Regions from separate parts of the Sus scrofa genome. Here region 1 is linked to region 2. A link is a contact called in public HiChIP or PLAC-seq data. All regions are on one chromosome and are shown on one strand. Each heading gives the region's core, a stretch centred on a gene start, on an enhancer-like site or on the middle of the called end of the contact. The rest is flanking DNA. Distances are from core to core; before and after follow the strand shown.

Region 1 (4,093 bases), core at 925-3,424, 120 kb after region 2:
AGCTGTCAGAATGATACATTATCGTCACATAGCGTGGATTCACCATTGTGAAGAAGGCAGATAACATCTTTGTATTACTAAAAATTGTTTTGACATTGTAGATTCCCTGAAAAGCTCTCAGATTCCCCCAGGGTCTCTGGATTACACTTTGAAAATGCTGATATAAGAGTTCCTGTTGTGGCTTAACGGAAACGAACCCAACTAGTATCCATGAGGATGCGGGTTCAATCCCTGTACCCACTCAGTGGATTAAGGATCTGGCGTTGCCTTAACTGCAGTGTAGGTTACAGATGCTACTCCAATCTGGTGTGGCTGTGGCATAAGCTGGCAGCTGCAGCTGTGATTTGACCTCTAGTCCAGGAACTGCCATGTGCCACACCTGCAGCCCTTAAAAAAAAAAAAAAAAAGGGAAAATGCTGATCTAAGTTGGTGCTGTGTCCTAACATATTTTTAGAGCAGGCTCCCATAGACATCTATATCAATAAAGTAATGTTTCCATCTTAGCTCATTGATTCGTCAGGTAGAAGGAAATATCCTAGTGTATGAGATGAGCCGTGTGACCCGGAGACGGTAATGGTGGAAGGTCCCTTAACCTCAGAGATGCTGTGTACAGGTAGACAGAAGGGAGGAGTCTGTAGAAGTGCTTTGCAGCTTAACAAAAAACGAGCATGTGTTTTTTTTTTTTTTTTTAAGCTAAAAAGCTGCTGGGCTCACTTGTATCATTTGTGTGTGTGTATATTCATTCATAACCATTTGTGTCTGTGCTCAGAACCAGGGTACTCAGTCTTTTTTCCTTGATTGGCAGCAGGGGAGGGATGGTTACACACTCCAGAGAACAGGTGTTCATAGCTGTTGTTCTTTTCTCCCAACCAGGGAGGCTGGGAGTGGAGTAGACCTTTGTGATCATGGGACCCACTATAGGCAGAAATGGGCTGTGACCAGAGAGTGGAGATGAGCATTGAGGGGCAGAGGAAGAGTATGGGGTGCACTGAGTTCTCCCATATGCTGGACACAGGACAGATGGGGCCCAGGGGTGTCCAGAGATGGATGCAACTAGAGTCATGAAGGTGAACATATATTTGAAAGATGTCCATTCAAACACAGTTGAAATAACTAGTGAAATAACTGTACTGGGTACTCTGACTTTTAATGTAATACCAGTATTCAAATTCTATTATTATAACCTGTACAGAAGAATTTGCTGTAGTGCTGGTAAGTCTCTAAGCTTTGGTTACCAAGCATCAGTAAGTGAAAATATTGCCTGGGCCAGGTTTGGGGCTGCAAATTCAAGAATGAAATTTTAATATTTGTTTTTTTTCTAACAGGCAGTTATGATTAAAGGAGATAGAAGAGTTTAGTCCAGAGAGAGATCATTTTATCAGTGTGTTATTTATGTGGTACTCACTTCCAAAAAGGATTTGAGATGGGAGAAGGAAGGATCAAAAGTCAATAATCAAGAACAGACATGATTCTAAGTCATGTATTTTTCCCTTTTGTTTTGTGTATTGATGACATTTATTTTAATAGGGTCATATAGTTGAGGTACTGTAACTATAAAGTAATTAAATTGGTCTCTATTACCTGTGCAGGAGAAATATAATATTGTCACTTTTTAGTTGCATGAGTAAGAGCAGAATAAAATGTTTGTAATGGGAAGGATCGGGCAGAAAAATCGTGGCAGGACACAGAAATTAAAAAAAATTTAGTACTGCTTTCAGCTGTAGTTAACAGAAAGCTATAAGCAGAGGCTTAAACATAAGCTATTCACTATTAATGCGGGTCAGAGGTCTCAAATGGTTCAGCTGCTCAGTGGTGTTCTCAGGGCCCCAGGTTCTCTGCCATCTCTTGTATGGTCACTTATTGCCACCAGGTCACAAAACGGTTGCCTCAGCTCTAGGTATCACATTCCTTTTCAAGGCAAGGAGGAAGAAGTAGGCAGAACAAGTAAGCCCTACTCCTTGGTTTGCCCAACAGAGAACAAAATCTCCCCCGAAGCTTCCATCCAGTTTTCTCTGAAGTTCTGTTTGCTTGAATGGGTTCTCAACCTGCCCCTGCTTCACAGGAGATTCTGGGCAAATGAGCATCTGGCCCAGGAAAAGGGGCCCGAGGGTTGGTGTAGCGCCTGTCATGTAGCATTTCCTAGGCTTAAGCACGTTTCTGGCTGCCCAGGACCAGCTGGGCCTCAGTTAGCAAAAGGGGAAGAAATATCTCTTGGGTGGCTGGCTGGGTGTGTCTCTCACAAATAGGAAAGAGAGGAAAGTATAGAGTATTAAGCAGCTTGCTACAACTCTCCTCTCATCTGGAGACTATTTTATGTGTTTCCTTCTTATGTGTTCCCTTTTCTTTCTAATTTTAGTGGAAAATTACAGAGACCTATATCCCAATTAGTTGTAGAGCTAATTAGAGACAGGTCTCAACTTCCTCAATTGTGAAATAAGAATGTTGTATTAGATAACCTCTGAAGAACCTTCTGGTTCAAAAACTTGTCTCTTCTTTTTTTTCCTTTTTTGACCATTTCACGTTTTTTTTTTTTTAATTTTACGACCACACTTGCAGCACATGGACGTTCTTAGGCCAGGGACTGACTCCAGGCTGCAGCTGCAACCTGTGCTCAGCTGAGGCAGTGCCAGATCCTTAACCTGCTGCACTAGCGGGAATTGAATCTGCACCTCCGCAGTGACCCAAGCTTCTGTAGTCAGATTCTTAACTCTTTATTCCACAGTGAGAACTCTAACATCCTTTTTTTTTTTTTAATCAAAAAAGTGGACAGAACTAAAGATAGGTGGTATTATATAGTCATCTTGATAGCTGGGCAATATTGCTAATAAAGATCTTGATGATTTAGAAGATTAAAGCTGAAGTTAATTGGGTTTTGGCTTTTTGGAAGTTGAATAATACTTACGCCCCATTTTTCCATTAAAAGTGGAAAACTGGGAGTTCTTGTCTTGGCGCAGTGGAAATGAATCCAACTAGGAACCATGAGGTTTCGGGTTCAATCCCTGGCCTCACTCAGTGGATTTAAGGATCCGGTGTGGCCGTGAGCTGTGGTGTAGGTTGCAGATGTGGCTGGGATCTGGCATTGCTGCGGCTCTGGCCGGCAGCAACAGCTCCGATTAGACCCTTAACCTGGGAACCTCTATGTGCCACAGATGTGGCCCTGAAAAGACAAAAAAGACCCCCCCCCAAAAAAAAGAAAAGAAAACTAATGGCACTTTTATTTTAATAGGGGAACATATACATATGTGTATAATCTATAATCAAAACAGCCTCAGCATGATGTTATAAGAAAATGCTACCTGTCCCAGCAGAGGAAGCATTTTAAGTGCTTTAGTTAAAATCTGGTGGAACACCCCCTTTTGCTGATTGCATGTTTGTTCTTATTTGTAATAGTGTTTGCACTGCTTATTTGCCTTAGATAAAATTAAAGGACAGCTAAAGGAAGGTGATTCCCTGCATGCATTGTAGCAACTAGACTTGAATGAGGCAGAACCTCTGATGTTTCAAATGTCTTGAAATGGGATTGTGCTTGTGTTTCAGAGAGGGTTCTGATCTCACTCCTCATATAGAATTCCATCAAGATATATGACCTTGAATATACGGTGAATAGGAAGCCATATTCCCGACTCTAACAAATTACAGAGCAATTACACTGCTTGCAAAAGAGGCTGTTAGATGTTAACCTGAAAAGTATTAATTTTCCATTCAACAAAAATCTTATAGAAGGTTCCCAATGCAATTTATTGTGGTTTATCAGTATTGCAAGATCCTGGAGATAAACATTATTAATTGTGGCATTTAAATGGGTCAAAAGGCCTCTGCAATTTGGAATGTATTTTTAAGAAGAAAGTAGGTGTTTGTAGACATATTTAACAGCTGCTTTAAACAGCCTAGAGGCAGCATCTAATTTCATTACCATAGATTATCCAAATCAGAAACTTTCCCTTCTGCCGAAGCCCTTTTAACTATGTAATTAAAGAAATTGTTTTCATTTTTCATTATGTGAATGACTCAGAGCCTTGTTAATGTAAATATTCAGGAACCTTGATTTTATATATTCTTGAGTTTATAGCCAACAATAAAAATCATGTGCAGT
Region 2 (3,771 bases), core at 1,145-3,644:
AGGTGAACTGAATAGATGACTCTTAAACTCTCACCCGTATCAAGGGCATAAAAAAGTCAAGATGAAGACTGGAAAAGGGATTTTGAAGAGGATATTTGAGTAGAGTTAGACAAACGAGTCAGGGAAAGAGGGAAGTTGCCCCACTCTTCCCTCAGCCCCAGTGCTTCCCTCTCTACAGCAAATTGGGGGTAGGAGAAAACCTTTAAGTTAAGGGGCAAATTTCAACTATGATCCTGGACTGGATATTTTAATTACTAACTTTTCTCTTTCTTTTTTGGCTTTTTGCCATTTCTTGGGCCGCTCCTGCGGCATATGGAGTTTCCCAGGCTAGGGGTCCAATCGGAGCTGTAGCTGCCAGCCTACGCCAGAGCCACAGCAACGCAGGATCCAAGCTGCGTCTGCGACCTACACCACAGCTCACGGCAACGCCAGATCATTAACCTACTGAGCAAGGGCAGGGGTTGAACCCGCAACCTCATGGTTCCTAGTCGGATTCGTTAACCACTGCGCCACGACGGGAACTCCTAATTACTAACGTTTCTTACCTAAAAGTGACCAGAAAGAAAGAGAAATGGGACTGTTCAAGTTTTCATTCAGGGTTGGGAGGAGAACCAGCCCCTGCAGAGAGTTTTCACAGGGACAGTGGGAAATAAAAATCAAGTTGCTTTATGTAAAATCATGCTTGTTTAACATGCCGGAACACTGTTGTTGAGAACCTAATCCTTTTTTAGATCCTAGAGGTCTAAAGATAAATTAAATGACATTCTTCCCTATAAGAATCAATGAACACAATGCAGTATAATTTGTGCAATAATAGACACAATATATGTCAAGATTAAAGCAGTGCTATAGGAAGAGAGGTGTGAGTAATTTACTTTAGAGGAGTGAGGGGTTCAAGGGACCTAGAACCTCAGAGAAGATGATAGCCAGCAGAGTTTGAGAGGGGAATATGTGCCCCCTAGGAGGACAGGGCAGAGGAAGCCAGGTCAGAGCTAAGCTGGGGAGGGTGGCACTGCGTGTTGTGCATGTGGCAGAACTATACGCAGTGTGAGATGTGCGTATTCAGGAGGGTGATTCAAATGGAGGTGAAGTGGAGGCCAAAGGTATTGTGGCTGTTAGCAGGCTCACGAGTGAAGAGTTCATGCAATTTTAAAAACACAGACACACACACTCTGATGCCAGCATTTTGTCTGTCAGAAAGTTCCTCCCTATCCTTGTCCTTTCTCTTTATAAAATTTGCTACACTTGTTAGAGAGTGTTGACAGGGTAATACAGGTATCTTCTCTATCTCATTGCCTACCGCTGTTTGAATCCACTCTATACCAGATTAAGCCGAGTCAGACTCTGCCTCCTAAGAATTTAGATCAGAACTTTGAGAGACTGGGTCATATGTTTTCTCTCCCCCCTTATTGAAGTATGATTGACTAATAAAAATTATATATATTTAAGGTGTACAGTGTGATGTTTGATAAATGTATACATTGTGAAATGATGACCACAACCAAGACAATTAACACCTCATGTCACTTAGTTACCATTTTTGTGTGTGTGGTGAGAATGCTTGAAATATCTCAGCAGAGTAAAGTATGCATCATTATTAACTATAGTCACCAGTGCTGTATGTACATTAGGTCTCCAGAACTTATTTATCCCATAATTAAAAGTTGTATCCTTTGACCAGTATCTCTCTGTTTTCCCCAATCCTCCAGCTCTGGTAACCACCATTCTACTCACTGATACTTTGAATTCAACTATTTTACATTCCGCATATAAGTGAGATAGATCATGAAGCATTTGTCTTTCTCTGTCTGGCTTATTTTACTTAATATCCCCCGTGTTCATCCATGTTGTCACAAATGGCAGGATTTCCTTCTTTTTAAAGGCAGAATAATACTCCATTGAGTGGTTGTGTGTGGTGTATTTGTGTATCACGTTTTCTTTATCTTCTCATCCATCAACAGACACCATCTCTTGGCTACTATGAATGGTGCTTTGGTGAACATGGGAGTATAGATATCTCTTCGAGACAATGATTTCATTTCCTTTAGCTCTATACCCAGAGGTGGGATTGCTGGATCATATGATGGTTCTATTTTTAATTGAGACTTGGTCATTTAGGTAAGAGCATTGAACTTGTAAGGTGTCATGTAAGTTTCAGAGCCAATGCCACTGTTTGGGGGCCAGTAATCAGAGGGAGCTGCTCTCAAAAGAGAAGCAGATCAATGCAGCTAATTGAAGGAGGGTGACTAGGAAACAGTAGGTCCTGGAGCCTCAGAGAGAAAGAGCCGGATTCAGTGGATACTTGGCCCTGACAGCTTTCTCTCCCTTAACTTCAGTCCCATCTTGGGTCTAACTGCCACTTCCTGTTTTTGAGTTCCCTGCAGTTTCTTCTGAGTCTGTAATATATCCACCTCCTCCTTAGTGGCTTTCTTTTTTCCCCTTAGACAACACTACAGTGTGGCTAGTTGTGTTCTCCCCTTCCTCATGTTCTTGGCCTAATAAGAAACCACATACTTTCCAGAATAGGAACACACACATACGCAGCAGGGACACTTTCTAACTCACTACAGTTTGAGTATGCCTAGAAAATGTAGGTCTCTTACTGATTTCTGGAGTTTTCACCCATGTATAAGCTGTCTATTACTGTGTAGCAAAATTCCCCCAAACTTAGGAACTCAATAATAAACAGTTCTCATTTCTGTGGGTCAGGACTTTGAGAGCAGTTTAGCTGGGCATTCCTGGCCTGGGACTCACAAAGTTTCAGTCAGCATTGTCTGGACTGTAGTCCCGTGTCTAGGGCTGGAGGATCTGCTGCCAAGGCAGCTTGCCTCCCTGGTTGCTAGTTGGTGCTGGTTGATGAGAGGCCTGCGTTTTCCATATATGAACCTCTTCACAAGACAGCTTTCCTGTCCTTGTAACATTGTGGCAGGCTTTCCCCAGAATGAGTAATCCAATGATCCAAGAGGGAGAGACCCAGGTAGAAATTGTCCTTACTATGATCTAGCCTCGCAAGTTATAGAGAAACACTTCTGCCACGTTCTCCTCATTGGAAACAGGTAGTAAGTCTGACCCATATGGGATCTGGCCTTGCTGTGAGCTGTGGTGTAGGTCACACACGCAGCTGGGATCCGGGTTGCTGTGGCTGTGGTGTGGGCCAGCAGCTGCAGCTCCAATTTGAACCCTATCCTGGGAACTTCCATATGCCAGCCCTAAAAAGATACACACACACACAGCCTGACCTACATTCAAGGGAAGTAGTAGTAGGTGTCATATTTGAAGGGGGACATAGCAAAGAATTGGTGGACATATTTGATTATTTTATTTTTTTGCTTTTCAGGGCCACACCTGCAGCATATGGAGGTTCCCAGGCTAGGGGTCAAATCAGAGCTATAGCTGCTGGCCTATACCGCAGCCACAGCAACGCAGGATCCGAGCCATGTTTGCGACCTATACCACAGCTCAGGGCCACACCAGATCCTTAACCCACTGAGCGAGGCCAGGGATCAAACCCGCAACTTCATGGTTCCTAGTTGGATTTGTTTCTGCTGTGCCACAATGGGAACTCCTGGTGGACATATTTTAAAACCACAACTGTTAAATTATAGGAAAAAAAGTGTCCAATTCAGTTTCAAATATAGTTCAATTTCATTACTTAAATGGTTCCTTATAACTCTCCTTTGGATGAAAATGTTTCATCCTTCATGATGCCTCCCAAGGAGGTCCTGTCATCTGAAGATAACATCCATTTGTATGGGGCTGAGGAGTAATGTA

What was found. HiChIP or PLAC-seq counts read pairs in DNA pulled down with a chosen protein or histone mark.
Region 1: a contact with region 2 is called in an H3K27ac HiChIP or PLAC-seq map of alveolar macrophages. The contact joins two enhancer-like sites. A contact is called at or near these places in 2 of 47 Hi-C or Micro-C datasets (embryonic fibroblasts and mesenchymal stem cells) and 2 of 2 datasets of contacts at active chromatin or transcription factors (alveolar macrophages and skeletal muscle).

The regions. Positions count from the first base shown.
Region 1 is chr5:59,880,042-59,884,134 of Sscrofa11.1, forward strand. All of the region lies in intron 1 of DUSP16 (dual specificity protein phosphatase 16), which reads left to right. Among named protein-coding and RNA genes, the nearest start is that of DUSP16, 12 kb to the left of the region's middle. Within about 2 kb of position 2,175, at least 6 of the 83 cell types and tissues checked have an H3K27ac peak or open chromatin away from gene starts, as enhancers often do. A contact at or near this core is called in alveolar macrophages, where this site is marked.
Region 2 is chr5:59,756,672-59,760,442 of Sscrofa11.1, forward strand. All of the region lies in intron 2 of GPR19 (probable G-protein coupled receptor 19), which reads left to right. Among named protein-coding and RNA genes, the nearest start is that of GPR19, 8.7 kb to the left of the region's middle. Within about 2 kb of position 2,395, at least 11 of the 83 cell types and tissues checked have an H3K27ac peak or open chromatin away from gene starts, as enhancers often do. A contact at or near this core is called in alveolar macrophages, where this site is marked.